Linked DNA regions of Mus musculus: region 2 is linked to region 1. The links are chromatin contacts, called in public HiChIP or PLAC-seq maps. All regions are on one chromosome and are shown on one strand. Each heading gives the region's core, a stretch centred on a gene start, on an enhancer-like site or on the middle of the called end of the contact. The rest is flanking DNA. Distances are from core to core; before and after follow the strand shown.

What was found. HiChIP or PLAC-seq counts read pairs in DNA pulled down with a chosen protein or histone mark.
Region 2: a contact with region 1 is called in an H3K4me3 HiChIP or PLAC-seq map of embryonic basal ganglia, with 4 times the contacts expected there. The contact joins two enhancer-like sites. A contact is called at or near these places in 2 of 115 datasets of contacts at active chromatin or transcription factors (embryonic basal ganglia and embryonic stem cells) and 1 of 9 other capture datasets (embryonic stem cells).

What each region holds. Positions count from the first base shown.
Region 1 is chr2:166,017,273-166,025,203 of GRCm38.p6, forward strand. All of the region lies in intron 1 of Ncoa3 (nuclear receptor coactivator 3), which reads left to right. Among named protein-coding and RNA genes, the nearest start is that of Ncoa3, 29 kb to the left of the region's middle. RefSeq lists an enhancer at 2,385-6,190. Within about 2 kb of position 3,964, at least 148 of the 459 cell types and tissues checked have an H3K27ac peak or open chromatin away from gene starts, as enhancers often do. A contact at or near this core is called in embryonic basal ganglia, where this site is marked.
Region 2 is chr2:166,571,133-166,579,063 of GRCm38.p6, forward strand. It overlaps Prex1 (phosphatidylinositol-3,4,5-trisphosphate-dependent Rac exchange factor 1), which reads right to left. Exons shown (of 40, transcript NM_177782.3): 30 at 6,746-6,874; 31 at 5,532-5,573; 32 at 4,414-4,634; 33 at 2,989-3,088; 34 at 2,023-2,166; 35 at 1,807-1,921; 36 at 398-464. Among named protein-coding and RNA genes, the nearest start is that of Gm29679, 11 kb to the left of the region's middle. Within about 2 kb of position 4,484, at least 22 of the 459 cell types and tissues checked have an H3K27ac peak or open chromatin away from gene starts, as enhancers often do. A contact at or near this core is called in embryonic basal ganglia, where this site is marked.

The sequences.
Region 1 (7,931 bases), core at 2,714-5,213:
TTATCTTTGTGCTTGTCAACCAAGGTGTGCATATTCATGATTTACATACATTCATAGACACATGTACAATAAATAACTATTTAAAAGTGAAAAGTTTTAATCAGATACATGCATAAAGCATTCCTCAGAGAAGGCAGGAATGGTTTTGCCCGCTTATGTGTATGCCTGGTGCTCTCAGAGGTCAGAAGAGGGTGTCATATCCCCTGGAAAGGCTGGTTGTGAGCCATCATGTGGTGCTGGGAATTGAACCTGGATCCTCTACAGTAACCTTGGAACCATTTCTCCAGCCCCTGAATCATAAAAGATACTCTGAGAGGGAATGTTAAGGAAGTCTCTGGTTTCATTTTAACCATGATCTCTTAGGTCTGGAACTGTTTCTAGAAATACAGCCATGAGCTGGGCCAGTAGGCTTCCTATGTGTACCCGAAGTCACAGGAGGGAGGGTCCTCTTCATAGGAATCTCAAGGTCAGTCTGGGTCACCTGATAGTGTGTCCCCAAAAGAGAAAAACCTCTCAGATGCCCCGAGACATCTCTTCTTCTGAGAGGGCACCAGGCATTTAATTACTGAAAAGGCCAAGTGTGAAAGGGCAAGATAAGGGAATGAACCTAGGGAGATAATAGCTCTGGTCTGGAACCTTGATTTGGATGCTACCATAGGGCCGGCCCCCCTTTTATATAAAAGCCATTCCTGGTCTCAGCGGCTGCTGGTGCAGAAGAGGTAGTTGTTAAGGATTGCCCCCTTATCTATATAGATAATATGTTTATATTGCTTTTCTTCTCTAAAATTAATTTTGCGGGGGTGGGGTGGGGGAGGGGGAGGGGCAGGGGTAGGCGGAGAGAGTGAGAGAGCGAGATCCAGTTACCAGGTGCCTCCTAGCCGCACTGCTGCTGGTGTGGGAGCTTGCGCCGAGACCCGGTCTTGCCTTTCCTGTCTGGCATCTATTATTGTCTAAGAAACCTTTACTTTAAAAATATTTCTTGTGTCCATTATTTATTTTTATGTATATGAGTGTTTTAACCTTACATATATGCTGGTGTACCACATGTGTGGCTGGTGTTCAAGAAGGTGGAAGATGTCAGAGCTCCTGGGACATGTGTGGGTGCTAGGCATTCAATTACAATGAATGATTCAGAAGGGTTTACAGATGGGTTTGGTGGTCACAGCTTTAACCTCAGTGCCTGGGAGGCAGAGGCCGGTGGATCTGAGTTCAGGGGAGCCAGAGCTACATAGTGGAACCCTTCATTAAAAAAGTGCTGGAGGGGTGGCTCAGCTGGTAAGGGCACCGACCGTGGATCCAAAGGATCCCAGCAAGTACTTGATGGCTCACGGCTGTATAGAACTGTCACTTTATTCCGGGCAGTGGTGGCATTTAATCCCAGCATTTAGGAGGCAGAGGCAGGCGGATTTCTGAGTTTGAGACCAGCCTGGTCTACAGAGTGAGTTCCAGGACAGCCAGGGCTATACAGAGAAACCCTGTCTAGAAAAACAAAACAAACAAAAAGCCAAGAGCTTATTTGATTTGTTGCTTGAAGTATTTGTTAAAGATGGCCTATCACGAAGGAGATTGAGATGCCTGTTATCCCCCTTGGTTTAGTGTTGATGGAGATTGGAGTTCCGTGTATGCTCTTTCTTGGATAGGAAGAACAGAGGCTTGGTGAGAAAGAAGAAGTTGAGTTATTGTACAAAGCCATGACTAATAGAGAAGCTGCCAATGAGCCTGTGTGACTTAAGCCCGAGCTCTTGCCTCTGTGCAGTATGTTATTTGAAGCACAGTGTGGAGTCTCAAGGGGTGGGAAATTTTTCACTTTTTGAAAATTTGTTATATATGTTTGTATGTTTTGCCTTTATGTTTGTCTGTGCACCACATATATACCTGGTACCCAGGCAGGCCAGAGAAAGTGTTGAAATTATAGATAGTTGTAAGCCAGTATATAGATGCTGGGGCTTAAACCTGGGTCCTCTGGAAGAGCAGCAGCCAGTGCTTTCATCCTCGAAGCCAGTGGTTCTCAATCTTCCTAATGCTGTAACCCTAATACAGTTCCTCTTGTTTGATGATCCCCAGCCATCAAATTATTTCATTGCTACAATCTAGAATTGGAGGCTCACCTGTGATCCAAATCTAGAGGCTGGGAGATACAAGTGTCTGACCTGGATCTTGGCATGGAGTTACTGAGGCATAGTGGCCATGAATTCCAGAAGATTAAGACAGGAAGATCTCCAAGTTCAAGGTCATCTGGGATTAAAGGAGTGGTAGCACACACCTTTAATCTGGGCTTTACCTTCTGCTGGAGACCTTCATAAGGACTTTGGAAGAAGGAATCTTGCCTTGTGGGACTGAGTAATTGCTAGATCCTTAGACTTCCATTCTCAGTGGCTGCTGACCATTGTTGGGGAGTTGGACTATAAGTCATCAACAAATTCCATTACTATATAGAGACTACCCATACGTTCTGTGACTCTAGAGAACCCTGACTAACATATACGTAACTAATTTTGCTACTGCTGTGATTGTAAGGTAAATATCTGATGTGACTCCAAAGGGGTGGAGACTCACAGGTTGAGAACTGCTGCTCTAAGCGATCCTTCTCGCCCCACAGAAATTTTTTGTTTGTTTGTTTTTTGAGACAGGGTTTCTTTGTATAACCCTGACTGTCCTGGAACTCACTTTGTAGATCAGGCTGTCCTCGAATTTAGAAATCCGCCTGCCTCTGGCTCCCAAGTGCTGGGATTAAAAAAGCGTGTGAGATTATAGGCCCGTTGGGAATTGACTTTAAAAACAAACAAAATACCTCTAGCCAGGATGGTGGAGTACTCATGAGGCAGAAACAGTCAGCTCTCTTTGAATTTCAGGTCCTGCTGATCTCCATAACTAGCTCAAAAAAAAAAAAAAAAGGAGTTAATTTTTTGAAATTGCGTGACATGTACAAAACCTTCAAAGATGTAAAGGAAAAAATGACTGTGATTTTAGTCTTTCACATGCAAGTTCTCACTATAGAGCCTAGGCTTGTGTCAGAGTCTCAGTTCTCTTAACTGAACCTTCCAGTGTGGGACTGCAGCCTCAGTGCTTGGCTTCAGACTGTCCAAGTAAGTGCCATGTATAAGTAGAACCTATAGAGAGAATTGAGATTATATTGTTTTATAATGTGCTGTGAACCTTTTTGACACTATACAGTATATCATGTTATGGGTAGAACTTAATTTTGTAACTTATTTTGGTAATATAGCATTGCTATCTTTTTTTTTTTTTTTTTTTGGTTTTTCGAGACAGGGTTTCTCTGCAGCCCTGGCTGTCCTGGAACTCACTCTGTAGACCAGGCTGGCCTGGAACTCAGAAATCCATTTGCCTACTGCCCTGCTCACATTGCTATCTTTTTTTTTCTTAGTGTAAAAATTCTTTTTGCTAGGTGTGGTAGCACATACTTTTAGTCCTAGCACTTTGAGGCAGAGGCTATGCAGATGACTGTGAACTTGAGGCCACTATGGTCTACATAGGCAGTTCCAGGCAGCCAGGGCTACATAGAAAGGTCCTGTCTCAAAAAATGACAACAAAACCCTGCATAGTTTCTCATTATGAGGCTCCAGTTGGCCTGCAGCCCTCCATGTATACCAGCTTGCACGTTGTGTGCACCTTCTTTCATGTCTGCCCTAGCAGTTTTGGGGGGGAAATTCCTTTCCCCACACAGTCATCTCATCAGTCAGTACTCATGGCTTTGCAAACTAATGGTAAATGGGGTGGGGTAGGAAAGAATGAACAAATAGATTATATACAGTAAAAATGGAAAAGTCGATAAGATCTTTGTATTTAGGCTGAAAAACATTAGCTGTTCTGGACACAGCTTTTCAGGAATGCTTTGGTAGCTCTGTGAGAAAATTGTGAAATTGTTCAGTATCTGGTGCTGAGGTTCTGCTGACTGTTGTGATAATAAAATGACTCCTCCCGGCTTTCAGGAAGCACTGCTGGAGGGAGCTGGGAACACAGCGTCATCAGAACACTAAGTGTAGCAAGCCGTGGTGTATGTAGACAGTCATGAGTGCACTCTGTGTCTGGGCTGAAATCTGCTTCCTTTGTGCTTCCTTCTTTAAGTGCATGCTGGAAGATAATGTCTTCCCACTCCAGTGTCCTGCCCCTGTGTGGCCCTTCTTTCTCTCCTTTAATGCAGCATATATCCCAGGGCTAGCATCCTACTGCCTGTTGTCCTGCCTCAGACTTCTCAGCCCTGAGATTACCACTGTGTTACCATTCCTGAACGAAAAACAGTAAAATGGTACTAATTGTATTGAAACATATTTTTCCAAAACAAAATGAATTCTTCCCATTTAGCAAATAAAAGATAGTTTTTGTTTTGTTTGTTTTGTTTTGTTGCCAGACCAGATAAATGGCTGTGAAGCTAATTTGTATTTTCTCTGAAAGAATAATCAGGAAGGTTGATGTAGAGACTTTTTAAAAGAAACTGTGACCCCTTGCTAGGCTGTGGGTGAGGGCGGAGGTTTTCTGCTTTAAAGATCCTTATGCTCTGGGTTGGGCCTTTTGCTGAGGATGAGGCACTTTTGTGGAAGCGTTGCCATGGTGACTGCCTTCCAAGAGCTGCCTCAAGGTCACTCATCACTCTCAGCACTGAGTACTCAGATTTTGTAGATCAAACAGCGTTAATTATTATGTCAACTTACTGGACCATTTCTAGAAAACCTAACCAGTACTTTGAATGTTGAAATTTAACCTGCCAGATTAGGAGGTTAGTGGCAAATCTATAAAGCTATAGATTATAATGCCCGATTTAAAAACAACAACTTAACTTGATTGCATTTAGAACGTCTGCCATACCTCCCTTGGTATTTATTCATTTACAAGTGTAATACAGAGTGCCTTAGTATTTATTCCTCTGGTAAATTGAGCTCTAAGTTGTAGTTTGTTTCATCTGATAATTAGATGATTGTCCCATGTTTTTCCAAAAGCAATTTCAGAGGCTTCTGTATCAGGGCATGTGCTCTTTTTGTCTCATGCTCCTGTTAATTTTTCTTCTCCTCGGTTTCTAAATTGTAATCTTTTCATTATGAACGTCATATGGTTTATAAAGCTGTTTCTTGGGGAAGGAAAACGTGGAGAGAAATGTCCCCTTACGTTGGTCTTTGCTGTGGGTTTTGTTCTGGGCAAGGAGGAATCAGCCTTGTGCTTCCGTTAGTGCTTGAAGGTGACTTTGAGATCAGAGCTGAGTGCTTCCTGTACAAAGGGAACAAATAGTAAATGCCGCTCACACACCTGACTGACTTCGGTTTTTTTTTAAGCTAATTACACTCTAACTGGTAGCTGTGCTTTCGGCATTAGACAGATTCCTTCTCACAGGGAGCTGACTCCTGTACAGTATCTAGTCAGATATTTTACACTGAGCTCTCTCTCGTGAGATCTGTAAATATTCCATGTAATACTCACCAGCTAGTAATTGTCTCCTTTCTCCTATTTCTGAAGCAGTGTGCTCTTAGACGATTATTTTGCTAATGGAAAAGCAGAGATGATTTAAATCCATGTCAGCTGTTAGGGCAGTGAGAGGGCTCAGTGGGTCAAGGAGCTTGCTGCCAAGCATGACTACCTGAGTTTGATCCCCATGACCTACATGACTCTTATGGGTTTGTCCTGGCCTCCATATGCATGCCTTCTAAATACATGAATAAATGAATGAATGAGTGAATGAATGAATGAAATTAAACCAAACCAAAACAATTGTGGTATGGCGTGATATGATCTACAAGAGAGGCTATTGGACATACCCTGATCCTTCTTGGTTTGGGAACCTGCTCAAGTAACTGCACTTCATTTCCCTATGAAGAATGCTGGTCCCCATGCCCACTGTGACTTTGCAGAGTCACTGGTTTGTATAGTAAAATTGGATTATCTTTGCTAAAGTCAATTTTAGTGGTGCACACTCAGAAAGTGGAGGCAGGCAATCTTTGTGTAATAGTAAGCTTACTTTGAGGCAAGTCTAGTATAGATGAAACCCTGCCATAAAACAATAAAAAAATTTAAAAAATACAGTTATACATTCCACAGCGCATTTGTGTATGTGTGTCTATCAATCAGGGTGGCCTTGAACTCATTATGTAGCTCAGGCCAGCCCCAAACTCAGGACAGTCATGGCTTAACTTCACAGAGAACAGTTATTACAGCCATGTTCCCATGCCTGGCTTTCTTACCTATATCCATGCATTGCATTTTAAAAAACTGCATTAGATCATTGTGTGATTATTCTCAGCATCTTTCCCAAAGGTTTCTATTTGTGTTTTGCATGTCTATATGTGCATCATGTGCATTGAGTGCCCTCAGAATCCAGTAGAGGATGTTAGGTCTCTGGCACTAGAGTTACAGATGGTTGAGGCACCTGTGCTGCTAGGAATCTTAGTCCTCCAAAGAGTGCCAGTGCTCTAAACTGCTGAGCCATCCCTCCAGCCCTTAACTAACTCACTCCTTCCTCCTAACTAACCAGTGAACTAACTTCCTTTCTTCCTAACTTTTAAGAAAAAATATAAAATTAATTTTTTTTTCGAGACAGGGTTTCTCTGTATAGCCCTGGCAGTCCTGGAACTCACTTTGTGGACCAGGCTGGCCTTGAACTCAGAAATCCACCTGCCTCTGCCTCCTGAGTGCTGGGATCAAAGGCGTGCACCACCACCGCCCGGCAAAATTAAATTTTTTATTCATCCTTTATTATGTATATGTCCATAGGGTATATGTGGAGGTCAGAGGATAACTTTTACAGTTGGTTCTGTTTCCATAATGGAGGGACCTAGATTTAACTCAGTTGCCAGGGTTGGTGACAAGTGCCTTTACTTACTGAGCCATCCCACATACCTGTAACTCAATTTTTGTTGGGGGGCAGTGTTGGGAAGGTAACTCAAGCTCTGGATTCTGTCCTCTGTGCGTACTGTGTGAACCCTGTAGCTGAGCCAGTGGGAAGGGTTCAGAGACAGCCACCAGGAAGGAAGTGATGAATACAAGGGGACTAAGTGAACAGTGGCTCAGGGAAGCACTGGCTTTAATCACAGCACTCCAGAAGCTGAGGCAGGAGCATAAGGCCAGCTCCTACATCCTGAGCTCCGGACTGCTGCTGCTCCGGGACAAGGCTACCTGTGAGGAAAGCAGATGGTGATCAGAGTTTCTTACAGTAGCTAGCTTCCTTTCTTTGCATTTTATTTTATGTGTATAGATATTTTACCTGTATGTATGTCTGCAGCATATGTGGTAGAACACACTGAGATCAGGAGAGGGCATAAGATCCCCTGGAACTGTACAGACAGTTGTGAGCTGCCATGTGGGTGCTGGAAATCAAGCCTGGGTCCTCTGGAAGAGCAGCCAGTGCTGAATGAGCCCCCTCTCCTGCCCCCAACTTAGTAACTTCTATCGACTGTTCTTACTTGTTTAAAATGTTATGACAGGACTTAGAGAATTGACTTTTTAAAAAAATATGAGTCGATATTGGCTCTAATTAGCTGCATAGCCAGACTGATTTAAAATCTGCTTAGAATACCCTTGTTGAGCTATGCCACGGAAGACAGATGGGATTTTAGCATATCTGAGAATGGCTTCGTCAGAATGCTTCATCAGCTACTAGAGCTGACATGAGAGTCTTTCCTAATAAGTTAATGAGTTACAACTATGGTTTTATAGTTTTGTAAACATTGTTATTGCCATATGATGGAAAGTTTTAAGTTTTAAATACACTCTTTTTCTTCCCAGTTTATGTCCCTATCAGTCCAGTAAAGCCCCACTGGTTTGCATTTTCCTCCGCATTTGGTATTGTCTTGTATCTTCAGTAGATCTATTCCGTGTACATTAGTATTTTATTATAGGAATTTGCAGTTACTAAGGCATTTGCATTTAGTATTTTTTCTTACATGTTTGTGTATGGCAGTCTGAAGACAGCTTAGGTCCTCCTGTGT
Region 2 (7,931 bases), core at 3,234-5,733, 550 kb after region 1:
TGTTTTGTCGCTTTCCTCAGGGGACCGGCAGGGCACTAAGCTGGTAAGAACAGACATGACACATGCTCTTAGCCAAAAGGCCAAGAAATGGCAACGCCTCTGGTTTTGATGGAGAAATTCTGATTTGTAAATGCCTGGCAGGAACCTGAAGCAAAAGGGATACCATGCAAAGCCACACCTAGTGTGGCAGTCACCACTCTGATCTTTAGGGGTCTCAGCTCAAGAAATGTGATCAAGAAAGTGTTCATCAGAAAGCCCCAAGCAACAGAGGCCAGCAAGAGCCTGTCACCCAGAAGAAACAGGCTGACGGGGGTTGCAGGGGGCCTCTGGGCCTGATTAGAGTAGACTCAGCCTGTAAGTGACCCCACCCGGCCCAAACTTCCAGAAGCAAGCATACCTGGTCAATCTTCACAGCTGTGGCGCCAGCATCCGTGGGCAGGTTGGACCGCTCCAGGTAGAACGCCCTGAAGGAGACAGATAAGGCTGAGGATTCTGCTACTACCCACACACTCACACACAGGCACACGCACACGCCCGGCCCTCCCCTGCCCCAGGTCCCAACCCCTACAGTTACGGCCCTGTATCCTCCCCAGACTCTCAGAAGCAAATCACTGAGTCACCTGCTCTTCCAGTGACCCTAGGGAAGCAAGAAGGGTTCTCTGGGCTTCACCACCACCTCTGCCTTCCTGCCCTGGACAACAGTGCCCTGCTCCTCCAGCCCCATTGCTGCTTTCTCTCCTCTAAACATTGAACAATTGGCACAAAATTGTTCTGGGTTTACCAGCCTGTGGTCTTTCTCACTCTCTAAATCCTTCTATATGGGGCCAACCAGAAAACACTGGCCCTTTTAACCAGGGAGTCCTTGTCTTCCATTGTACACAGAAGGGGGGGGGGGCCCACAAAGAATTCAGGAAGAAACTGTCTTGGCTGTGTGTGAATAAAACTTTATTTATATATAAGGGGTGAGCCAGAGTTGGAGGCCCAGTCTTGACAGAATAAGCATTCATGAAGAACAGGACTGCTTCCCGGGTCCCAGGGCAGTGCAGGGCCCACAGAAAGTCTCCATGAGCAAGTGGAATTAGCAGCTAATCAGACAGACGGGGACAGACAAAGGACAACAACTAAGTTGTAAATTGTGTGCCTAGTAAATGAATGGAAGCTTCGTTTTCCAATTCGCAAATGGTCAGAACAGACCTGAGAAGAGAGTGCCCCTCTCCATGGAAACCCAGGCCCATGGTCTCTCCCTCTTGGTATTGCAGGGAAAGCAATGAGACAGGACTTGAGAGAGGCTGTGTCTGGGAGCCTGGTCTAGGGATCTGGTAAAGGTGAGACTGTGGGTGTGTTGGCGGGTGCGGTCAGGGTGTGGCTGCAGGCAGGGCTGTAGGTAGCTGTAGTAGGAGTGTCAGACCTTAGCTGTTTTCCTGGGTCTAGCTGTTTTCCCTCTGGACAGCATTCTGTCCACTGCCCTCTGCACCTCTCTCTGGAAGTTCTCCTCAGAGCAGGATCCAGGGCTAGGAGTCCAAAGATCCCAGAAGCAACCCTCCCTGCTCAGTCCTTCTTTGCACAGGGAGGAATGGGCCAAAGAGACTTGAGTTCATCTGTCTGTGTAATCTGGTACAGGCTGTGTGGGCCTCAGCATACTCAGCTGTACAATGGGTCAGCAGCGGCCTCCATGCACACTGCTGTATGTGCTCCAGAGAGTGTCAGGCTTGCCCGTGGCTCTGAATGATGTGTCCACTCCCTGTAGGTTGCCACCCCCACCCCAGAGCCCTCATCCCGCCCTTACCCCCAGCCCACGGTAGCTACCTGAGCTTTCTATAGTACTGCTGCACCTTCTCCAGGGACTGTGCGTTGATCTCCTGCTGCAGCTCTTCTGCTGCCTGGTTTCCAGGGGGCGGGGGCCCTTCCACGCTCTCCAGTGCTGTGAGGGAAGGCACAGGAGGGTAGGTGCTGGGCCCTAGGGCGCTCAGTGGTCTTGCCTCTGCCCCTTTCCCTGCCAGGTCCCTCAGCCTGGCTGCTCACCTTTTGTGAAGAGCACCGTGTGCAGCCTGAGGCTGGCCCCACCCTCTAGGCGAGAGGGCAGCCTGGAGAAGTGGAAGCCATCGAGGTAGAAGACTACCTTCAGTGCCTGCCTACTGCCCTCGATGTGGTAGAAGACATTGGTGTCTGTGGAGGCAAAGCAGGGTGGCTCACTAAAGAGGCCAGAGTGGCACTCCAGAGGGAAAACCTTATACTTCCAGCCCTCCTGACCCACAGGGGTAGCCTCAGACTCTCCTCTTGTCTTCCCAGCCTCCAGGTGGCATGCTGGAATTTCTATGTTTGACATCTGAGGCTTCCCTGCCCTAATATCGCAGAGGGGCAGCGTCAAGCCCCTCCCCCTCCCCTCCCCTCCGTGCTTAGCTTTGAACCGCCCTATACAGCCTCCAGACTTGCCTGTGATGACCTCCCCTTTCACTGGCACCCACAGCCTCTGGCTCCCCACTGCTTTAGTCTTGGCCCTAACACTGTCCCTGCCCTGAGAGCTGGCCGTAGTGTCTTCAACCTCCCCGACCTTGTCCTGTGACTCTCTTGCCTGACAGCTCAGAGCAAAAGCTGTTTAAAAAAAAAAAAAAAAAAAAAAAAGCCAGGCTCTGTAGCTTATCAGCATCCATAAGGAAGAATTGTGGCCGACAAACATGACTCAGAGCCCACACCTTTTACCAGGCAGGCATCACTAATCAATCACTGCTTCCCCCTGAACCTTCACACAGGTAGCTGCTGTCAGCTGAAGACTTTGCCAAGTAATTTGTTGTAACAGCCAGAGAAGTAGCTGATACACCCCCCTCCTTTTTCTATGTGCTCCCCAAAGACTGACTCTGAGTCTCGGGTTGGGCCGTGAGGCTTGAAGCACTGGAGACTGGTCCACTTGGGCTGCTGGCCTGGCAGCGGAGGAGAGCCAGCGTGGCTCTGAGCAGCTCGACTCGGGGCAGGAAGGGAGGGCTTACTCACTGGCCACAGAATTCTCATCCAGCTGCTTAAAGGAGAAGGTGACATTGTCCAGCTCCGACAGCGTCACCCAGATGTCCTCCAGCATGGTCCGTTCCTCCTTCTGCGGGAAGAGGCGGTGGTAAGGGAGACTCAGATGCCACCCTGTCCTGGGCTGCCCTGGAGATGCCATGCTTTGCACCTACGGGGCTGGGAGGCCTGTGGGTGTCTTGGGTGTGGCTCTACAGGTGACATCATGGTTCATCCCACCACCTGCCCTGTACCCCATAGGGGTCAGAAGTCACTTCTGCTCTGCCTTGCTGTGTGGCCCCAGTAAAGCCACACCCGGTACCATCCAAAATGCAGCCAACTCCATGAGCATCTGCACTTCCTCTCTTAAGCCCCCTAGACCTGCTCTGTATCCCTTTCTCAAGGCCGTCCGCTCCTGGTCGTCTTACCCCATCCAGCAGCTACGACTGCCTGGACACAGTCTGCCTCCGTCCAGCCTCCCGGCCAACACCCAACTCTAGTTGCAGCTGTTCTCACCAGGACACCTCAGAGGGTTCTTTCTCCATTTAGTCCCCTAACCGCCTCTCTCCAAGGTTACACGCTTTCTTTTAAAACTTAGCCCAGATCACAGGAGTCCCCTGCCCTTCAGCTTCCGAGTCACTTTCTGCCTGCAGACCATCCCACTAACCTTGCTTTCCCTGCCTGTCCCCACTGGCCACACGGGCCTCTGCCCAGGGCCTCTGCCCGTGCTGTCCCTCTGCATACTTTTCCTCAGACCTTCCTATTGGCTGACAGATATCATAAATCAAAAGTCACCACCCAGAAAGTCTGGCTACTCCCCCCAGAGAGACTCCAAGGCCTTTGGGCTGTCTCCCCTGTCAGTCTACTTCTCTAGGAAATAAGCTGTAGACCCAGTGGCCAGCTCGGTGCTGGTGACATCAGTGAATGAGCTGGATCTGGTATTCCATCCTTAGAGGTTAGAGGGCTGCTGTGGAGTGGGGCCAGAGGCAGATCTCTGAAGACCGGCAGCAGTGCTCACCAGTGGCCAGCAGGGGGCGATCTAGGGCTGTGCTGCCCGTGGGCGGCCTGAGATAGCCTCTGGAACCACACATAATGGAACTGCTACTGGGTAACGAGCCAGCCCTCCTGCCCTCTACACTTGCACTAGATGCAAGTAATATTCTCTCCCCTCCCTGGATTCCTCAGCTGCCAGCCCAGACTGCCACGAGACACCCGCTTGCGGCTCAGAACCATGGGTCTTTTCTGTCTGTCTCTCTTCCCCAGGACACCACAGAGCACAGGGACTTTTGTTCATCCACGAACTCCAAAACCTAAAAGCAAATGCTCAGCAAATCACTGCCACATGAACCCCTGGGTAACTGGGAGCAGAGAGTAGCCACAGCACTCTCTCCCGTGCTGCCAATGACCTCAGCCGCTTACCACGGAGGCTGGTGCCAGCAGAGACTGCCAGTGCAGCAGGACACCTGTAGCCGCCACCTGCTCCAGCCACTTGCGGCTGGCATCTCTGCTGCTCTCTTCATACTCGCCGTTGTTGTTGTAGCGGTAGTCAAGGGCGGCCAGCAGCTGCTCCGAGAAAGTGCACACGGCGGCCACCAGAGCCTGACAGAAGACAGCATCCCTGCGCAGCTGCAGCTCCGTGTCTGTGGGGGGGGGGGGGGGGGCGCTCTGGGTAAGTGGTGCTGTGCGGACTGGCAGCATCTCCACCCTCAACACCCGAACCCTGGACCTGCCATGCCCACGGGGGCCTGTGGAGAACTCTGAAGGGGCAAATAGGTTGCCAAAAGCCAGTTGCAGAAAAATAAATTCTTCAAAAGAAGACAGATCTGCCCCAAGTCTCACTCTCCCACTGCCCAAGTGCCTGCTTCTTGGAGAATCGAATGTGTGGCTCTTCCCGAGGCGGACATACGCCCAAACCCTGCCCCACTGCCCTACAGTGAATCACGGGACCTCTCAGCCTTGGCCACACGAATCCTAGCAGTACTAAGCTGCATATTCAAGATGGGTCCCAGGAACACTTCCCCCTGCCTCACCTCCCCCAAGTCCTGCCCCAACTGGTCAAGCCAGGCAGTTGGTAATCTGTATAAAGAGTAGGCACATCCACACATGCACATATGCATACTCAAGTCTACATGTGCACATGCATGTGTGTGCATGGACACACATACTACACGCACACGCACACACATGAAGGTATCCTGCAGTTACATCCTCTATTATTTCCAGGCTCCGCTCTACTAGCTCAGAGCCCATGTTCCTCACCCTCCGTCTTCCACCAGTCCCCCTGCCAACACCCACCAGGCCTAACAGGTAGCACTAAACAGGGCTCATGTTCCCCAGGACCTGAGTCTAGTCCTCTGCCTGGCCCCAGAGGAAAAGGTGAGAAGTTCTCGGCGAGACTGGGAGAAAAGGCTGCCTCCCCAGTGCAGATGCTGAGGGCCCCATTGAGATGCTGTTGGCCAGCAGAGGGACATCACCCCAGCCTGTGGCCACAGCACCCACTGTGTCTCCCAGGGACCCCTTCACAGCCCCATTCCTACCTGTGCACTTGAGCAGAGCCAGAAGCAGCTGGTTCTTTCCATCTGAAAGGAGGGAGGAGAGAGGAGGAGGGGTGAGCAGAGATGGCAGAAGCGGGGCAAGCCAGTGCCTACAGCACCCGGGCTCTGGCCCCTCACAGATGCTTGAGCTGTGCTCAATGCATGCTGGGTAAGTTCCAGAGCCCCTGAACATCAGAGATGGAGCCCCTACCACCAGTGTTCCTGTATCCTCATCAGAGAGCTGTGTTGGGGGTAACCTCTTGCACATTGTGTAAAGGTGTGACTCTGTATATTGAACGGTTAATTCTGTACCCACAGAGAGCTATAGGTTTCCTATTTTGTAAATATTCACCTTCCTCGCTTGCTGATTGACTTAATAAAAAAACTGACAGCCAGTAGCTGGGCAGGAAAGGGAAGGCAGAACTTCAGCGAGAGGGAAGGTCTCTGGGAGAAAGAGACTTGAGAGATTCACCCCCGGGACATGGAGAGGAACAGAGGTGCCAGGGCCAAGAGAGAGGGACATAGTGCTAGACTAGTCAGGATAATTTACATGAGGTAGCTGATAGTCTGCCCTGCTATACTCCTAAGCTGTAATAAATATTCACAAATCTCTGTGCCATTTAACCACTGGCGGGTACGAGAAGTCCCGCTATACAGCTGAAAGCAGAAAAGAAGGGATTCTTGGTGGCAGTCAGGTCCCAGACTCATGTTAGTGACCTACTTCTGTTTAGGAACCAGGTGGCTTGGCCTGAGACAGTCACGCCTCTGTAACTCCTCCCTCCTCCAGCCCCCGGCCCCAGGGGCCTGACTCAGGTGCCCAAAGGCTCAAATAGGTAAACGACATATGTCGGGTAGACATGAGTACCTCATGTCCTCACACAAGTGTGGCCACAGGGCAGCTGGCCACTAAGGAATCAGGACTTTCTCATATCACTGACAACTCAGACAAGTGGCTCCAATCTGTGACAATCAATGACAAGTGGATGGGATCCAGTTTTAGAAGCAGAGATGGAAGGAAGCCAGAATTCAACCTCCTGACTACAAGAAGCCTCAGTAGAAATGGCCCCATTTCCATGGGTCCTCTAGCCCAGGGCCTCAGCAGGTCAGGACATTCACTAGGAAATGGCTTCACTGCTCTGTCCCCGCCCCCCAGACATGAAGACAGGGCCACATAGCTAGGCCCGTTCCAGGCAACACCACAGTCTATACCCACGGACCTTCCACGTATTGCTGGATGTTGTCCACCAGGGTCCTGATGGAGCTGGGCAGGTTCCAAGGGTCCTCCTGGATACTGATCTGAATCAAGTTCCGCCCTCGGACCGTGCATTCCTCTTTCTGTTTGAACTCTGGGGCAGCAAAGTAGCAAAAGGATGTGAGGTCAGGAGAGGGCCACAGGCACCATCACCAGCTCACGAAGCTCACTACCCTATGTCAAGGAAACTGATGGGTCTCACGGGTATTCACGGGTTGTGCATGGCAAGCCTAAGGAAGGTATCACAGCACAGCATCCACAACAGACACCCGGCCTCTCACTGCCTCCCGGTCTCCCCATAGCTACAACCAGCCCAGTACAGACATTACAAATCAATCACGGCTGGTCCTCCTAGAGCTGGAAACTGAAGCCACAGGCTCCTCAGATATTACCTCCTCATAGCCATAACCAACTGAGCCGGCAGATGAGTGGTAGCTCAGTGGCCTTTCCCTACACAGAAACAGCAGCCCAGGCTTGGAGCGGGAAAGAGATGGGATTTATCTAAGGTTGATCATTGAATCGGCCATGGGGCAGGACCAGTCAAAGGTTAGGCAGGCACCTGACCCTGTCCTTTTCCCTGTTTGGGTTTCTGAGACCCCTGTGGCCGTGCCCTCCATGTCACCTCTGACACTGGGTAGCACCCCTGAGACAGTCCAAGAGTTCCTGATTCTCTGCTATGTCTCATCCTATGGGAACATGGCTGCCTATCTGAATCAGGTCTGCTATACACAGTGGGTGATCCCAGAGGTCTGGAGAGCAAGGACTTATCTCAAGGGCACAAGTGTCCAGAGCAGGCCTGGAGTAAGCTGGAATCAGTCTACTGGAGCCTTGGTACAGAAATGGACAGATGGATGAGAGGGTGGATAAGCAGATGTGAGTTTGTGGGTAGACGGTGGATGTGGGCGTGAGTGGGTAGGTGGATGGCGATGGTCGGCAGATGTGTAGGTGGAGAATGAATAGGTAGGAGAATGTGGGTAGGTGGGTGAAGGGCAGCGACAGGCACAGGGAGGGAGGGAGGAAGGGAGGGAAGGAGGAGTGGATAGAGGGTGGGTGATGGACAAATGGATGGTCAGAGGGTAGGTAATGTGTAGGGATGGATGAAAGGTAGGTGGGTGGGCCAATAATGATGGAGGGAGGGAGGGAGGGAGGGA